Regions from separate parts of the Mus musculus genome. Here regions 1, 2, 4 and 5 are each linked to region 3. A link is a contact called in public ChIA-PET, HiChIP or PLAC-seq and capture Hi-C data. All regions are on one chromosome and are shown on one strand. Each heading gives the region's core, a stretch centred on a gene start, on an enhancer-like site or on the middle of the called end of the contact. The rest is flanking DNA. Distances are from core to core; before and after follow the strand shown. Region 1 holds the start of Mrpl42 (mitochondrial ribosomal protein L42). Region 2 overlaps 2310039L15Rik (RIKEN cDNA 2310039L15 gene). Region 3 has its middle 86 kb from the start of Gm29684. Region 4 overlaps Mrpl42 (mitochondrial ribosomal protein L42). Region 5 has its middle 41 kb from the start of Mrpl42.

Evidence for each region. ChIA-PET counts read pairs in DNA pulled down with a chosen protein or histone mark. HiChIP or PLAC-seq counts read pairs in DNA pulled down with a chosen protein or histone mark. Capture Hi-C pulls out chosen DNA fragments and counts their contacts.
Region 1: a contact with region 3 is called in a Ronin ChIA-PET map of embryonic stem cells, with 6 read pairs. The contact joins the promoter of Mrpl42 here to the enhancer-like site in region 3. A contact is called at or near these places in 5 of 39 promoter capture datasets (cranial neural crest, embryonic stem cells, frontonasal cranial neural crest and 1 more), 5 of 115 datasets of contacts at active chromatin or transcription factors (the 230-238 cell line, astrocytes, embryonic basal ganglia and 1 more) and 4 of 9 other capture datasets (adipose tissue, embryonic stem cells, liver and 1 more).
Region 2: a contact with region 3 is called in an H3K27ac HiChIP or PLAC-seq map of embryonic stem cells, with 2.1 times the contacts expected there. The contact joins two enhancer-like sites. A contact is called at or near these places in 1 of 484 Hi-C or Micro-C datasets (bone marrow-derived macrophages) and 1 of 115 datasets of contacts at active chromatin or transcription factors (embryonic stem cells).
Region 4: a capture Hi-C map of embryonic stem cells shows a contact between it and region 3, with 7 times the contacts expected there. The contact joins two enhancer-like sites. A contact is called at or near these places in 1 of 484 Hi-C or Micro-C datasets (bone marrow-derived macrophages), 2 of 115 datasets of contacts at active chromatin or transcription factors (embryonic basal ganglia and embryonic stem cells) and 1 of 9 other capture datasets (embryonic stem cells).
Region 5: a contact with region 3 is called in a capture Hi-C map of embryonic stem cells, with 4 times the contacts expected there. The contact joins two enhancer-like sites. A contact is called at or near these places in 1 of 484 Hi-C or Micro-C datasets (bone marrow-derived macrophages), 6 of 115 datasets of contacts at active chromatin or transcription factors (embryonic basal ganglia and embryonic stem cells) and 1 of 9 other capture datasets (embryonic stem cells).

The regions. Positions count from the first base shown.
Region 1 is chr10:95,500,657-95,503,651 of GRCm38.p6, forward strand. It overlaps Mrpl42 (mitochondrial ribosomal protein L42), which reads right to left and starts at 1,293. Exons shown (of 6, transcript NM_001359476.1): 1 at 1,250-1,293.
Region 2 is chr10:95,352,909-95,355,873 of GRCm38.p6, forward strand. All of the region lies in intron 1 of 2310039L15Rik (RIKEN cDNA 2310039L15 gene), which reads left to right. Among named protein-coding and RNA genes, the nearest start is that of 2310039L15Rik, 18 kb to the left of the region's middle. Within about 2 kb of position 1,328, at least 17 of the 459 cell types and tissues checked have an H3K27ac peak or open chromatin away from gene starts, as enhancers often do. A contact at or near this core is called in embryonic stem cells, where this site is marked.
Region 3 is chr10:95,058,157-95,061,163 of GRCm38.p6, forward strand. No RefSeq gene overlaps it. Among named protein-coding and RNA genes, the nearest start is that of Gm29684, 86 kb to the right of the region's middle. Within about 2 kb of position 1,500, at least 4 of the 459 cell types and tissues checked have an H3K27ac peak or open chromatin away from gene starts, as enhancers often do. A contact at or near this core is called in embryonic stem cells, where this site is marked.
Region 4 is chr10:95,483,022-95,486,399 of GRCm38.p6, forward strand. All of the region lies in intron 5 of Mrpl42 (mitochondrial ribosomal protein L42), which reads right to left. Among named protein-coding and RNA genes, the nearest start is that of Mrpl42, 17 kb to the right of the region's middle. Within about 2 kb of position 2,015, at least 2 of the 459 cell types and tissues checked have an H3K27ac peak or open chromatin away from gene starts, as enhancers often do. A contact at or near this core is called in embryonic stem cells, where this site is marked.
Region 5 is chr10:95,459,916-95,462,846 of GRCm38.p6, forward strand. No RefSeq gene overlaps it. Among named protein-coding and RNA genes, the nearest start is that of Mrpl42, 41 kb to the right of the region's middle. Within about 2 kb of position 1,471, at least 7 of the 459 cell types and tissues checked have an H3K27ac peak or open chromatin away from gene starts, as enhancers often do. A contact at or near this core is called in embryonic stem cells, where this site is marked.

The sequences.
Region 1 (2,995 bases), core at 43-2,542, 440 kb after region 3:
AAGTCACTGAGATCAAAATATGAGAAACAGAGCAACTATTCCGCTATCATTTCTCTTAAGTGCAACTTTCTCAGGACTCTGCACAGTCGGCTTCACTTACTGAGTGCTTAGCAGAATACGTAATTAGAAAGTCACTCACACATAATACACGCTGCAAACTCTTCCTCAAATGCTAGTGAGTCTACATTCTAGCTCCCAAGTCCCACCCATAGGATCCTATCACTTACAGTAATGCTGTTTCTGATGAAACTAAATATTCAACATGAAAAACTTAAGAGGAACCCATCGATGTCACTATCTCATCTCCTGTCACATAACATTTAAAGATGCAGCAAGCATATTTATTTCGAATCATGAAAATTTAAAAGGACTTGCTTCCAAAGACTTTAGTGTTGCTCACTTACAAACTGGAAGATTTGAGGCAAGTCATTAACTAAACGACCTTCCAATTCTTCAGTGGTAAACTTCAAGAAGCAACCACAAATTTCATGAGATGGTGTAAATAAACGGTAATTACTGTGCCCCTATTCTCTATTGGTCTCAGTGACCCTCTATAGGCAGGAAAGGGATTAGGATAGGGCTCTCTTTATTTGCACGCAGATGCCAGACATCCTAAGAGCGCCGCGAATGGCAAACCCTGAGTTCATTCAGCTAGTTATTTATGCCTTGCAACCCACTTTCTTAATATTCTGTGCTCTTTCAGTTTATTGGGAACGAAGGCTGAGAAAAGTCAAATGCTTTATTTTGGTAGTTCACTGTCTAACTGGTGGCATGCACGGAAAGAAAACCCACGTCTTCTGATTACAAGTCCAAAATCAAAACGTTTGTGGGGACCTTCCTCTGCTCCATGCTAGCATACCCAGGGGAGGGTCAAACTATTGCTCCAAAGAGAGACTTTCCAGGATGAGCCCCTTGGCACGGAATTCAGTTCCAAACCAAACACCCCGGTGGGGCTGAAGTTCGAGCAACAGTAATACAGGGACTACCACCCAGGAGCCGGTTCAAAGACTTGAATCAGGAGGAGTCTAAGGAGTCGCAAGGTCAACTTGGTGCAGGCTGACGCCCGCATGCACGCCGAGGTGTGCTACAGGAAGGGCGCAACCACACGCCGGCCCTTCTGCAAGATGGAGCCTGGGGACACCGGCAGCCTCGTCCTGCCTCCAACGACAGACATTAAAGCCCTCAATGCCTACGGACAAGCCTTCCGGGCCTGTAAGGAGAGGGCAGCGGTACCTCCACGGCTACTCACCGCGCGCTCGCCATCTTGCTTCAATCTGGGTCCTAAAGGCGCCGTCCAGCGCGCGCTATACGCGCGCGAGGCACTCTGGGAGTTGTAGTCTCTGCCAGGAAAGTAGCCCTAGTTGCAGAAAGAAGGCGGGGCGGGCAGCTGTGGCCAGGCTGCATTTGTTGTGGCCCCTTGGACTCAGGATTCCCAAAGGTGCCCAGACAACAAAATCGCTACCCTCCCGATTTTAGTAGCAGGAACTATTTAAAATAACATCAAAACCAATGTTATACTATTATTCAGAGAATATTAACATTCTCTAAAATTTATGAGCCTATTGGCACCAAATTCAGCTCCAAACCAAATGGATGAATGTGTTTTTCATAATGGATCAATTAAGTTTTCTCAGAGAAGACAAAATGCCAGAGAATTCAAATGAGGGGCCCAGGACTGATATATTTGAAATGAAACCTAGAGAAGCTTTCTCAACCAATGGATCTGATAGATGTAGGAGCTGAAAGGAGAACGTTCCGGGTGTGGCTTTGTCGACTGACTAGGTTAGTCAACAACCTACAGGAGAGGAAAGACTGATAGAGCAGGTTAGAAGTTGTCTGGTAAGGGTGGGAATGGATTCCATTCAGGAGCTGTTGATTTGGGGATTCGCCTGAGACACGCAAGCGGCGATATAATGAAGGTAGAGAGATTTGTTTAGAGAGTAAAGGTTGGGCTAGATAGGAGTATAAAGCCATAGGATTGAGGGCTGGGTATGGAGCTTGGTGCTAGAGCATGCCTGAGACCCTGGGTTTGATGTCTGGCACCACAAAAACATGAATAAAGCTATGAGAATAATGAGTTGGTCAACACATTGACCTCGCTACTCCGGAGACTCCTCCTGCAAGTCTTTAAATGGCTCATGGTTGGTAATCCCTGTGTTCCTGTTCCTCAAACTTCAGACCCACCCACCGGGGTGTTTGATTTGGAACTGAATTCAGTGCCAAGGGGCTCACTCATCCTGGAACGTCTGACCCTCCCCTGGGTATGCTAGCATCGAGCGGAGGAATGTCTTATTGAGATGTAGCTAAAATGGAAGAGGGCTCCAAACAGGGCCAAGGAAATCTAACATATATCACCTAAGAGGCCACCTAGCATGGGAATATCTGAAAAGAGACAGTCCAACAAATAATTGTTAGTATTCCTTCTAGACTCCGCCCAATAGGTAGACCTGTCTTGCTATAAAAGTGGCTCTTTGGCCCCCTGCCCCCTGTTCTCTCCCCCTCCTCTTCTCTGTCTCTGTCTGTACCCCCTTCTCAACTCCCCTTCTCATGCCTCCAAATTATTCTATGCTACACCTGTGCTATGGCTGGTACCTGGAGGGTGGGGTTGGGGACGCCTCATCATGAGCCCACCAAGGCAACCCTTCCAACCTAATTTGCATGGAGGTCAGTAACTTTCTACACTCTGACAGTACATTCAAAAGTTGGGTCTAGTTGAAATATAAATTTTTCCATGCTTCTGAGTTTCATACAGACCGCGAGTTATAGTTTACTTTGCCTTCAAAGTTCGTATGACAAATTGACATTATATTTGCACTTCTGTCTTTTCTTAAGAGCTTAGGAACAATCATGGTGGTGCAAGCCTTTAATCCCAGCACTCAGGAGGCAAAGGCAGATGGATCTCTGTGTTGCGGGAAATATTAAAAATGACCAGCAGGTTTCCCACGCTACTGCCGGCAACTCTCTGCCCTGGCATGTTTCCTGGGCCTCTGCCTCT
Region 2 (2,965 bases), core at 78-2,577, 290 kb after region 3:
TGTGCGAGGCCAAATTACTTAAGGAAGGAAAAAAAAAAAAAAAAAGAAGGGTATAACACTAGAATTACCTCAGCCCTCAAGAGGCCCTCAGGCAAACGTCATCACAGTGATGGCACAAGGTGAAGAAAAAAAAATCACACGGCAAGACAGAAAGCCAGAGGAAGGGGCTTCTGCTTAGGAGGATCTTCTCTGGTTACCGCTCCCAGCCTACATCCTCTTGGGGAACACACTGCAACCATATCCAAACCTTAGGAGTCATTTTGAACATCTATGATCTTTGCAGGTGAAAAACTGTTGCTTTTCAAAGGAAGCATATTTAGATTGTGTTAAGAGTATGGCACAAAGATTTAACCCTAAGTATGAGCCGCCGTTCTCTGAAGGTGTACAGAGCTGAGTCCTGAAATCAGCCAGGAATACTTCACCGCTGAGGGGAAGGTACCACTTCCGGCAGGCAGAAAGGGATACATACACAAAACAAGCACACTTGGGGGGGGGGGGGGACAGGCTTCTGTTTTGTTTGTCATACATGGTACTTTCCTGCACCACCATGCAAACAACCAAAGGGTATTGCAAATCGCTCCACCATGGCTCAACTTCATGGTGGGATAAAAGGGACACATTCAATGGGAAGTGTGCTACCTTTTTCAAAATTTGTTCTTTTTTTCAAAATTTGTTCTTTTCCTTGGCCAGCAATGTGGGGTATAAAAGCATCCTGGGGTCTCTTGGTGACAGGAAAGCATGCTATCACAGAAGTCAGCAACCAGTACTCCAGAATTTTGTGTTACCAAACTATGATGTTCCGTAGTAGGTTTGGGGGTATTAATTTATCCAGACCCATTAAGAGATATATACTACCTACTTCCACGATCCATTTGCCTTACTTCAGTCACATAGCTCTTCATCGATGCAAAAAACGACTAGGAGGGGCTGGTGAGGTGGCTCAGTGGTTAAGAGTATGGACTGATCTTGCAGAAGACCCGAGTTCAATTCCCAGCACCCGCACCAGATGGCTCCCAACCATCTGGGTCTCCAGCTCTAGGGAGATACTCTATCTCTGGCCTCAGAAGGCACCTGCACTCACGTGCACGTGGAGACACACTTAATATAAAAATAAGATCTCTTTTTTTTAAATGACTAGAAAATCATTTTAAAAGTACTTCTCTTAGCTTTCGAGATCACAAGATAATTACATCATATACCAATAGTCCTCCTTCCCAAATGCATGCATTTGTCTGATGGTTTCAGGGCTGGTCCTGGACAAGCAGTCAGCGCGCTCCTCCCTGGAGAAGGCTCTCTCTCTGCCTCTCGGCTCTCTCTGCTCTCCTCCCTTGTCTGTAGCTCTTTGTGTAGCGATGAGGCTTTCCCTGTCTACATTAGCATTTCCATTGCTGTCCTTGTTTCAGTTCTGGTTAAAATCCCGTAGGTGAGTCTCTGTGGGTGTAGTGTCTACCTAAGGCCAGGAAACCTTAGCTTCCTTGTGTGCACACATGAGTAAGAACTAAAGCCTGAACTCCAGAAGGAACTGTTGTTAGGAGAAGAAATTCATGAGACTTGGTTAGTGGGATCCGGTGGCTTTGCTATCTCGTGGACATTTCTAGTCTTTAGAACCCCTAAAAGAGACTAGGAAGTGAATTTTTTAAAAAAGGTTTCATAGCATTTTCATAATCTCATTTAATTCTTACATTACTCCCATGAGGCTTCTCTTAATACTTTTATTCTCATTTGTCCAAGTCCCCAGGCAGCAAGAGGAGTCACGGCTGGAATGGTACCTTCCAGATTCCAAAACTGGCTTCTCTTTCCACACCATTATATTCAGTAACCTCTGTGAGGGAGATTAAAGTCCTGACCCCTGGTGTGTGTGGTTTGATTTGATTGATTGCTTTCTGGAATAAGAGAGAAGAACACTGTGAAACCAGCAGTTCTTAGAAAGAACTCCAGAGGAGGGGGAGGGGAGAGGAGGGGAGGGCTGAGAGGGAGGAGAAAGGAGGGGATGGGGAGGGGAATGAGGGAAGGGAGGGGAGAGAAAGGTAAGGAAGGGAGAGGAAGACAGGAGGGAAGGGAAGGGGAGGGAGGGAAGGGAAGGGAGGGGAAGAGAAAGGGGAGGGATGAAAGGGAGGGAAGGGTGGGAAATAGGAGGGAGGGGAGGGAGGGAAGGGAGAAGAAGGGATGAAAGGGGGGAGGGGAGGAAAGGGAAGGGAAGGGAGGGAGGGGAAGGAGAGGGGAGGGGAGGGAAGGAAAGGGGAGGGGAGGGAGGGGAAGGATAGGGGAGGGGAGGGGAGGGGAGGGGAGGGGAGGGGAGGGGAGGAGGAGCGAAGGAACATCCAAGTACACCTAACATTTCTTCTTCCTTTGGCTTTTGCTGACCTTGTAGTTGGGATTAAGAAAATCTGGGCCCGGCATGGTCACTCAGCTCCTGTAATCCCAGGGTTTGGGAAGAGAAAGTAGGACTAGCATCTCAAGGACAACCTGGGCTACATAGGGAGTTTGAGACTAGCTTGAGCTATATGAGATCCTGCCTCAAAACAGCAACAAAAAGCTGGGGTGGTGGTACACACCTGTAATCCTGGAATTTGGGGAGTAGAGGTAGGTTAATCAGGAATTTGAGGGCAACCTTGACTACTTAGAGTTGCAGGTTATCTTAGTTATGAAAACTCAGCAGAGAGAGAGAAAGAGAGAGAGAGAGAGAGAGAGAGAGAGAGAGAGAGAGAGAGAGAGAGAGCCAAGGAAAGCCAGAGTGGGAACCCCTCTGTGTGGACCTGCATTTTGTGTGTGACATTGGGCCACGTCTGATACAAAGACCTGACAAAGCATCCCTGGAGAGAATAAGACAAATGGCACAGAGATGAAAGGTGCTGGGTCCCCTCCACCTGCGTCAGGAGCAGGACAGGGATGAGGCAGGGAGGGCATCAAGGCTCCCCTTTGCCTGATAAATGATGAGCCAGCCCTGGAATGACAGTGAGCAGCT
Region 3 (3,007 bases), core at 250-2,749:
GTCTCTCGGAAGCACTTGGATAATTGTACAAGGAGATGCCTGGGTCCTGTTCCAAGCTGAAGGTTTTATTACGTTATTTATTTCGCCAAGATTAACATACTTCCAACACAGGAACACTCGCTGCCTGGGCTGGAAAGAAAGATGAGGGCATCATTGAAACCATCAGTGATGCTGGGACCAATATGGACTTTTTTTTTTGTCTAGTGTTTCTCAGAGTGACAAGAGTCTTCTTGGCTATCCAGCCTCTGAGGACAAATGCACACCTTTTTTACCCAATTTAGTTAAGGTTATGTTGCTTCCAAAGGAAAAAAAATGTATTATTTCAAATATATATTTGAGATATAATTATTTCAAATGTATATTTGAGATGTATTATTTCAAATGTATATTTGAGATATATATTATTTCAAATACATATTTCTTCTCTCATCTACATGTTTTTCAGATCTTGTTTTATACCCTTTACTGGTAAGTTGCCCATGGCTTTATTTCTATAGAAAATGATCTGCAGCAGGTGGAAGTGAAACTTATTGTCAGGGGAAGAGTGAATTCCAGTGGGGTAGAATTAGCGCCATTAACGCTGTCTACAGCTTACAGACACTCCCCCGACTGATCATTTGAAATCGCCTTTCCTTTTTAGCGGACCCAAACATCACAGTCACTAATAAAAGGTTTAAATTCTTTTTGCACCAGTGAAGAATTGGACTCTTGCCCCCACTGACTCTCATTTATTAAAGGAAGGATGAAAGAACCATAAGGCACAGCATCTCGTATGCATATTTTATTCCCTTAGAAATCGCTGTGGAAATGAACCTTCTCCTGGGGTAGTTATTTCATTTCTTGTCTTTGATATATTAGAGGAGGTTTAACTGTCTTTCCCCAGTTACAAGATATTCATTAGGCAAAGTGGAGTGGCCGAAGGTCAAGAAGACTGTGTCTAAAACCCACTTTCAAAGCTCAATGATGAAACTTGGCAGGGATTCCCAACTGGGGATTCGGGAAGGTCAGAGACTGTATGTGGCTGCTTTCTGTGCAATGTACTTCAAAGACAGACTAGCGTGGTCCCTAAGTTTCCATTTAAAAAAAAAAAAAAAAAGGAAACTGGTTTACAAGACAAGTCATGTTCAGAACGTCGTAAGTAACTCTGCGCAATGCCTGAGAACATTTCCGGTGTGATTTCAAGGAAAACAACTGGTGTTAGAAAATGACCCTTGACCACGCCTGTCTGAAATCCTGTCAGAGTACATGAGAAACTGCGATATTGTTGAGATGTGTAAAATTCGGAAGTAGGACCTGGTGCTCAATCCAAGATCCACCAATAACCAATAGCAGGACTTGGGGTAACCTTGGTCTCATCTATGAACTGAAGACAGTAAAGATGTCTTGCCTATCTATTATGGACCCATCTCTTGGTCGTTCTCTCCCCACCCCCATCCACTTCTTGTATCCATCCACTACTGAGGCTGGAAACCTCTTGGGCTTGCTAATAGGAACAGTCAGGTGACTGCTTCTGGCTAAGGAGATGCAAATGAAAACCGGGTGTGGGGATTCAGAGAGAACTTTCACATCCTTGTGGAGGCACTGGGCTCCAGAAGAGAGCTCACTGCTGTGGGCTCCTTTTCTTTTTCCTTTGTCACCTTGCTTTCATGATAAAATAAACATACACATAAAAGCCAATCTGCTAAGTATAGTGAAATGGAAAATCAGGGACTGGGAGCCTTTCCACTTTGAAACTTATTGTTAGCAATCAGGCACATCCATGGACAGCTAAATGCGACCCCGCGACAATCAGGCATCTTTACAGCCAGCTTTTGAGGGACTCAGAGACACGTCTTGTTGCATGTCTCTTTGTGCATGTGCCATGGCTCCAATAAAAATCACGGTCTCCCTGTCCCCACTCTTTTCTTTCCTCTTTCCCCTAGAGGCTGCCTCTATGCCTCAATAAACCTCCCACGTGAGACCTGTTGCATGGTGTGTTTTTGTTGGGACCCACTACCTAGTACCATCACTTATGATGTAAGACTGTGTTTATAACTTACTACATACTTATTATGACTTATTACATAAGTTATTACATATGGATATTACCTAGATACTTACAATATACCCATTATTACTCATTACAACACAAAGCATTGTGGTTTTAATGTTAACCACCATCAGTAAGATAGTTATATGAACAGCTAAAGGCATTCCATGTCTTTTACAATGATAAAAATAAAAGAAAGATAAACCCTAACACAAGTCCTAGCTCACAAAAGAGTAATTGTTAGTTAAAGCTTTTCTGTGCTCAGAACTTTGTGAGGATAAAGGCACATTGATAAACGAGTTCATTACGTGAGTCAAAAATGCTGTTCCTGCTATCCCTGCTTTCCCTTCTGGAGGGGAGGGGAAGGGTGTGCAGACTATGCGGACTTTATTTTGGAAAAGGTGAGAATCCTAAAAAGAATACTTTTATACAGTGAAATTTGCATCTTAGCTAGAACATTGACGTTTGGGGGTGGGGGTAAGTTTGCAACAGAATAGGATAGGGAGAAGGGAAATGGAAGGAAAGCCTTGTATCTTTGAAATAATCTGCTACAGATGCTGAGTGTTAAAGCCAAGGCAACAACGGCAGAGAGTAGACAAGAGGACCGTAAACTTTTACTGTTAATATAAAACAAGATTTGGTGTTTGAACAGAATGGCTGTGAAGGGCGAGGCAGAGAAGAAAGATAAATCCTAACAGCCTACACTGTGTGACCATGCTACAAATAACCAGGAAAAGGATGCTTATCGTTGATTTAGAGAAATGTTGGCAAGGCTAAGCCTATGGAACTAGTTGTATGCATGAGGGAATGTGTGAATTTGAGCTTGCAGCTTCTGGGAACTCTGGAAACCATTAGTTTAAATCACGGGAGGGGGTGAGATGAACTACCAAAAGGGTACATGAGTGTATCTGAGTGTGTGTGGAGATAATTCAGGTGGGGCTATGGTAAAATTTATGCTACAGTCTAGAAAGAAAAAGA
Region 4 (3,378 bases), core at 765-3,264, 430 kb after region 3:
TCTCCATTATGTATCTTACACGCCTTTAGAAGCAACATTGTAATACCTCTAAAAACACTGAAAAAGAAGATTATATAGCTCATTTTTAAATCAGAGTGAGTCCCATTCTTCTGATTGCTATACCTTAAAAACTGTGAAATACTGACAAATCAGTCTATAAATTGCTTGAGTCTTAAGGAAAAAATGATTCACTAATGTTCAGAAACGAATACTTGAATCAAAAAACAGACATGTAGACAAGACAGATCAGTGAGTAGCGGCACCTGCCACACAAGGCTGGCAACCTAACTTCGACCCTTGGAACCTACACACACCGTGCACAAATGCTAGTAATAAATAAGGTTTTGTATATATTTACATGTGTACATACATACAGACACTAAGCAAATATGTGCTGGACGATCTGAAGGACAATCATTCTAGGCTAGATGCCTTCTTTATGCATACAAACTAGCATCTGGGTTTTCTGCTGAGCTCTTTATTGGGAGAGGTACTGGGACAATCAATTCCGCCTAATTAAAGTCTGCTTATAATTCAAAGTGCTTCACAATCCTGAGGGGTAAAGATATACTAGGAGATTACATTAATTAGCAGTCAAAAGCTAATTAGTAGCAATTAGATTAAAGCAAATTAAGATTAAACATAGGTAAGATCGGAGATAACACGCTCTGAATAGTCTCCTTGCCTTTAGTCTTTCTCCTTCAAGTGAAATACAGTCAGGGGGTTTTCACAACTTCAGTACTTGGTTATGAACAATGTTTACAAAAGATTAAAGCAATATGAAGGCGCGGGAAAGAAGCATGTAACCAAAGCCAGTAAGGACGATGAAAAGTAGGCTGGATAATGTGCAAAAATAAAAGGCTGGGAAGATAGCTCAGTCAGGAAAGGATTTGCCTTGCAAGCCTAAGGGCCTGAGCTCAGTCCCCAGAACCCACGTAAATCGAGCTAACTGGTACGGCACAGGACTGTACTCCCAGCACTGAGGAGCTGGGGACAAATAAGACCCTGGAGCTTCCTGACCAGCCTAGCCTAGCTGGTGAGACTGTCTTTAAACCTGAAGGTGTCCCATAAACCTCTCTGCATACCTGCATACAGCCCCATCCCCACCCCAATGGATGGATAGATAGGTGGATAGGTGATAGATAGACAGAAAGATGGATGATGATAGATAGATAGATAGATAGATAGATAGATAGATAGATAGATAGATAGATAGAAACCTGACAGTTGTCCTCTGACACCCACATTGTCAGTGTGGCATACACAAACACTTCCACATACCAGTACACACACATAAACATTAATAATAACATTTTAAGTAAAACAAAAAAGACAAACAGGAGATGCAATGAGGCCATGAATAATGTCTACACATCTAAGAATATAATTAAAGATACAAAACTATGATGGGATGGCTTCTTAATTGGCTTTCATGAACTCTAACTTAATAGTTACAAAGGCAGGTGAAAATGTAACACCTGTTATGTACATAATCAAATGGATAAACAATATGAGTACTAAGAAACAAAAAACAAAAATGGAGATAAATGCAGAACAGGAGCTGGGCGGAGGTGGCACACACCTTTAATCACAGCACTTAGGAGGCAGAGGCAGACGAACTCCCAGGTTGACTTCGAGGCCAGCCTGGTCTCCAAAGTGAGTTAGTTCCAGGTCAGCCAAGGCTACACAAAGAAACCCTGTCTTGAAACAAAACAAAACAAAACAAACAAACAAACAAAAATAGAAATGGAAAGACAAGAAGTTGGGAAGGAGCTGAGGGGAGATATGATCAACACATACATGTATGAAATTATCAAATAAATATAAGATTTTTAAAGTTGGTTATCAGACCCACAACTTGCCTACTCAAACACAGTAAAATTTACTTAAGACACTTTTGCATTTAAAAAAAAATAGAGCCTGTGCTTGTTGGGGTGGGTGTGGTGCTGCTATTCAAATGCTCCATACTGTAGCCTAAGACCTGCTTGCCCCAAGGGCTTGCACAAGCCCACCAGCTTTTGTTGGGCAAACCTTGCCCCCTCCCCCAGTCCATTGGTCAGTAAAAGGCTAAAGCCTGTGACTGGGCAGTAGACGGAGGTGGGGGTCGGGTGTCAGTTACCTGGCTGAGAGTCCCAGTTAAAAGGAAAAAAAAGGAAGAAGAGAGGCAAGCAGGAGAAGAGAAGAAGAGACCGCCATGGGGTAGGTGGATGGGTGATGGTGAGGGCCGGCCTGATGGAGTAGGAGCGGCCCAGGAGGAACATGGCAAGTGGTATCTCGGGGATCCCCACAGGGAAGTAGACAGACTAGCACGGAGGGCTGACAGCTGTCTGTCCAGCTCCAGTGCTCTAAAGCTTACTATAGATCTAAGGTGTCTGTGTGTTTTATTTGGGAGTTAAATGATCTGAAGTGGACCAGAAACCTCTAACAGATACTTAAAGGCAACTTGGCTGCAGCAAGGCCCCAGAATAATAATAACCACAGCATGTGTTTGCCAAGAGCTCTAATTTCTTTCTTAGAAAAGAGACACAAATACATCACCTTTAGCCTGTAACCCACGTATTCAGAGAATGAAGCAGGAGGACTGTAACCAGCTCTAGAGATGCCTGGACTACAAAGGAGTGCCAGGCCAGTGCGGATGACAAAGTAATAATATCTCAAAACAAGGCAAGTGCCCAGTAAGGACCCCGCCCCCTCAGTTCTTACAGAGACTGTTAAGTGGGGGGGCTCCTTTAGATGAGGGAAAGAAAGGCTGTTTTACTGCAGAGAACTAAAAATGTCTAACTTAAAAAAAAAAAATTTTTTTTTAAATGTTGCCAGCCGGGCATGGTGGCACATGCCTTTAATCCCAGCACTTGGGAGGCAGAGGCAGACGGATTTCTGAGTTCAAGGCCAGCCTGGTCTACAAAGTGAGTTCCAGGACAGCCAGGGCTACACAGAGAAACCCTGTCTTGGAAAACAAAAAAAAAACAAAAACAAACAAACAAAAAAAAAAGTTGCCAGGTGATGGATGACAGTGCATCTTTAATCCCAGCATTCGGGAGGCAGAAGAGAGGCAGGCGGATCTGAGTTCTAGGCCCGCCTGTCTCAAAGGGGGCTAAAATGAAGATGTATTTATTTTATGCCTGTGAGTGTTTGCCTACATATGTCTGTGTCCCACACGATGGTTCGGTACCTCTGGAGGCAGAAGAGGTCATCAGATGCCGTAGCACTGGAGCTAAAGACGGCCATGAGATGCCATGTGGAGACGCTAGGGACGCAATCCGGGTCCTCTGTAAGAGCAGCCAGTGCCCTTAAATACTGAGCCATCTCTCCAGCCCCTAATTTAAAATATTTGAAGGACAGAGACACTGAGGAAATGTTGAACTGTATAGTGCCATG
Region 5 (2,931 bases), core at 221-2,720, 400 kb after region 3:
TGGAAAGAGAAAAGGGAGTGGGGGAAATAATATTATTATAACCTCTAAAAAATAAAAGAGATGACTTTTAAAGAAAAGAATGTGCTCCCAGTGACCTCCCAACAGTTCCCATCTCCTGAAATTTATATCACCTTCTAGAGCAGTGTTTTTCACCCTGTGGGTCTCAACTTCTTTGAGGTTTGAACAACCCTTTCACAGGGGTTGCCTAAAACCATAAGAAAACACATATATTTACATTACAGTTTGTTTGTAATAGTAGCAAGATTACGATTACAGAGTAGCAAGGAAAGTAATTTTATGGTGGGAGGTGGAGAATCAATGACAACATGAGGAACTGTATTGAAGGGTCGCAGCATTAGGAAGGTTGAGAACAGCTGTTCTACAACACAAGCTGAAGAATTCAATGCATGAGCCTGTGGAGGACCTTTCTGTTCTAAACTATAGAAGGTCTCAGAAACTAAGATAGGTTCTGCATGAGGACAAGAGACTCGGAACCATCTCTCTCGGTGTTTGCTGCTGTATGAGAAGCAGATCTGACACAAGCACAGATCTCAGCAGAAACCTCACCAAGGGCAGGGCACCAAGATCGCAGCTGTGGATGTGGATAGCATAGGGTCGCTGGTGGGCAGAACTGTCGGATGCTACAAGGCCGCCAGAAAGAGGGAAGGAAACTGGAGCTGAACTTCCAAGTTACTCACAATTCATGGCCTGGAGCTTCAGTCCCCGAAGTGCAGAGGTCACAGGCATAAGCCTCTATGCCCAACTACTTCTCGTAAGTCCTATAATGTGGTGACAAAGCATTCCATTTCCCTTTCAGAAAAAAAAGTTAGGGTTCACTCACAGACTACAACCACTGCATCCCTGTGTTTACAACTTGCCCCTTCTCTGCAGGTGTTACATGGCAGCTTGCAGCTCTCTTGGAGTTGGAGAGGTAGTTTGCCATAAAACTTTGCTCTGAGCTAGGGGTTGTGAGAGGAAGGGATAGGAGCCTACTGGAGGACTGCTAAATGATCACCATATTAATATAGATTCATAAAATTAGTGCAGTGGCAATTATTCCTTAGCCAGCTAATTCCCCCAAATCACCGCACAGAGAGAATAAGATTTATTAAAATTGCCTTCAGCCAAATATTGAGCAATTATTACTCCATTCTAAACCTCCAAGCTACTCAGAATTTCCCCCAGACAATATTCCCATCTTACTTGGGATATTTTTTTTAGTCATTTCTTTTTCCAGCTCACTTCTCCCAATGCTTCCTGGACCTCTCTTCTTGTCTCTTTCTCCACTCCTCCTGGAATCGGAAGTCCCACCTTATTCTCTCTAAAGCTCTGTATTGGCTCGTTGGCTTTTACTGACAAGGCAGAGAATGAATGAGGAGCTGCGTTTAGACAAACTTGAGAGAGGAGCGTCTAAGAATAAACATAACAAAGCCACATCTGGATTGAAACAGGAAAGTAGGGCAGAGAAATCAGCATTTGAATAACACCAGGATAACCTTTACACAGTGCACAAAACCATTATGCCTACAGAGGGCTGGCCAGAACCCCAAGCACATAACCCTTTGTTCTCTATATTCTTTCTTCCTTGCATCCCAGGCAGATACACAGGACCCAGTAGAGGAGTCCACAGCTCCAAGGAAAGAGGAAGCCACCTTCTGGATGGAGCCTGTGTCCCTGAATGACTGTGTGGATCACAGATGTGTTCCCCTCGCTGAACAGAGTTACACTGTAACATAACTAAGAAATTTGAAGGACCCTGTTAAGTGGTTCTCATTTGGACAGTTATCTCAACAGTTACCCTAACTAGCACATAAAGGATGGGGGGGGTGCAAAAAGGGTGGGGCACCTGTTACATATGCCAGATGTTGTGCCTGGCATTGGGCACACACCAATGAATTCTGCCCTGGGCATCCACTCATTTACATAGAAATGGATGGGGCCAGGGCCCACATGACAGTGAGCTACCTTAAAATGTTCCTTGTTTTCTTCTGCAAAGCCTTCCTAACAAACACTCTGAATAAAAATGTCTCTCATTCCTTGAGGATTGCTTTGGGAAATCTAAGACATGTTTTTCTTTTGGTTCTGCCAATGGAGTTACAGTTAGAAAAGAGGAGTTGGAATTTATTTGTTCTCCCAAAGTTTACTAGATCGCCAAAACCTAAGCACTGGTAAAACTTCCTTATATAGCAGGACCTTAAGGATTGGTACAAATTGAAAAACCACTGTTGCTTCCCAAGGCTGGGGCCATTAGTGAGGAGGGGAGGATAGGAAAGACTAATGGCTGTGGAGTTGTAGTTGAATGAAAGAAAGAAATCCTAGTGTTTTATTACACCATAGGGTGTCAGTAGGTAAGCACAATGTATTGTGTATATTCAAGACATAAGCAGAAAAGGAGTGTGTGTAGTGTTAAGGACTGAACCCAGTGCCTCAGACATACCAATCAAGCACTCTACCGTTAAGCCACACACCCTAACTCTCCTTTCAGTCTTTATCTCAATACTTGTGCTCATTGAGTCACCCAGAGAAGTCTAGAATTTTTTATTCTCCCTCAGTAATCTCCCAAGTTTGCACTGCAGGATCTGGCTCAAAAGAGAAGAATTGAGTTTTTTTCACCACAAAGAGATGGGTGTGAGGGAAGGTTACATGTGGTGATTTGGATATGCTTGGCCCACAGGAAGTGGCACTATTAAGATGTGTGGCTTTATTGGAGGAGGTGTACCCTTGTTAGAGGCAGTGTGGCACTGCAGTGGTAGGGATTTTAGGTTATATATATATATATATATATTTTTTTTTTTTTTTCAAGTCTGGCTGGTGTCAAAGAGACTCTCCTCCTGGCTGCCTTCAGATCAAGATGTAGAACTTTCAGCTTGTTTTCTAGCTCCATGTCTGCCTGCATGTCCCCGTGCTTCCTGCCATGATGATAATGGACTG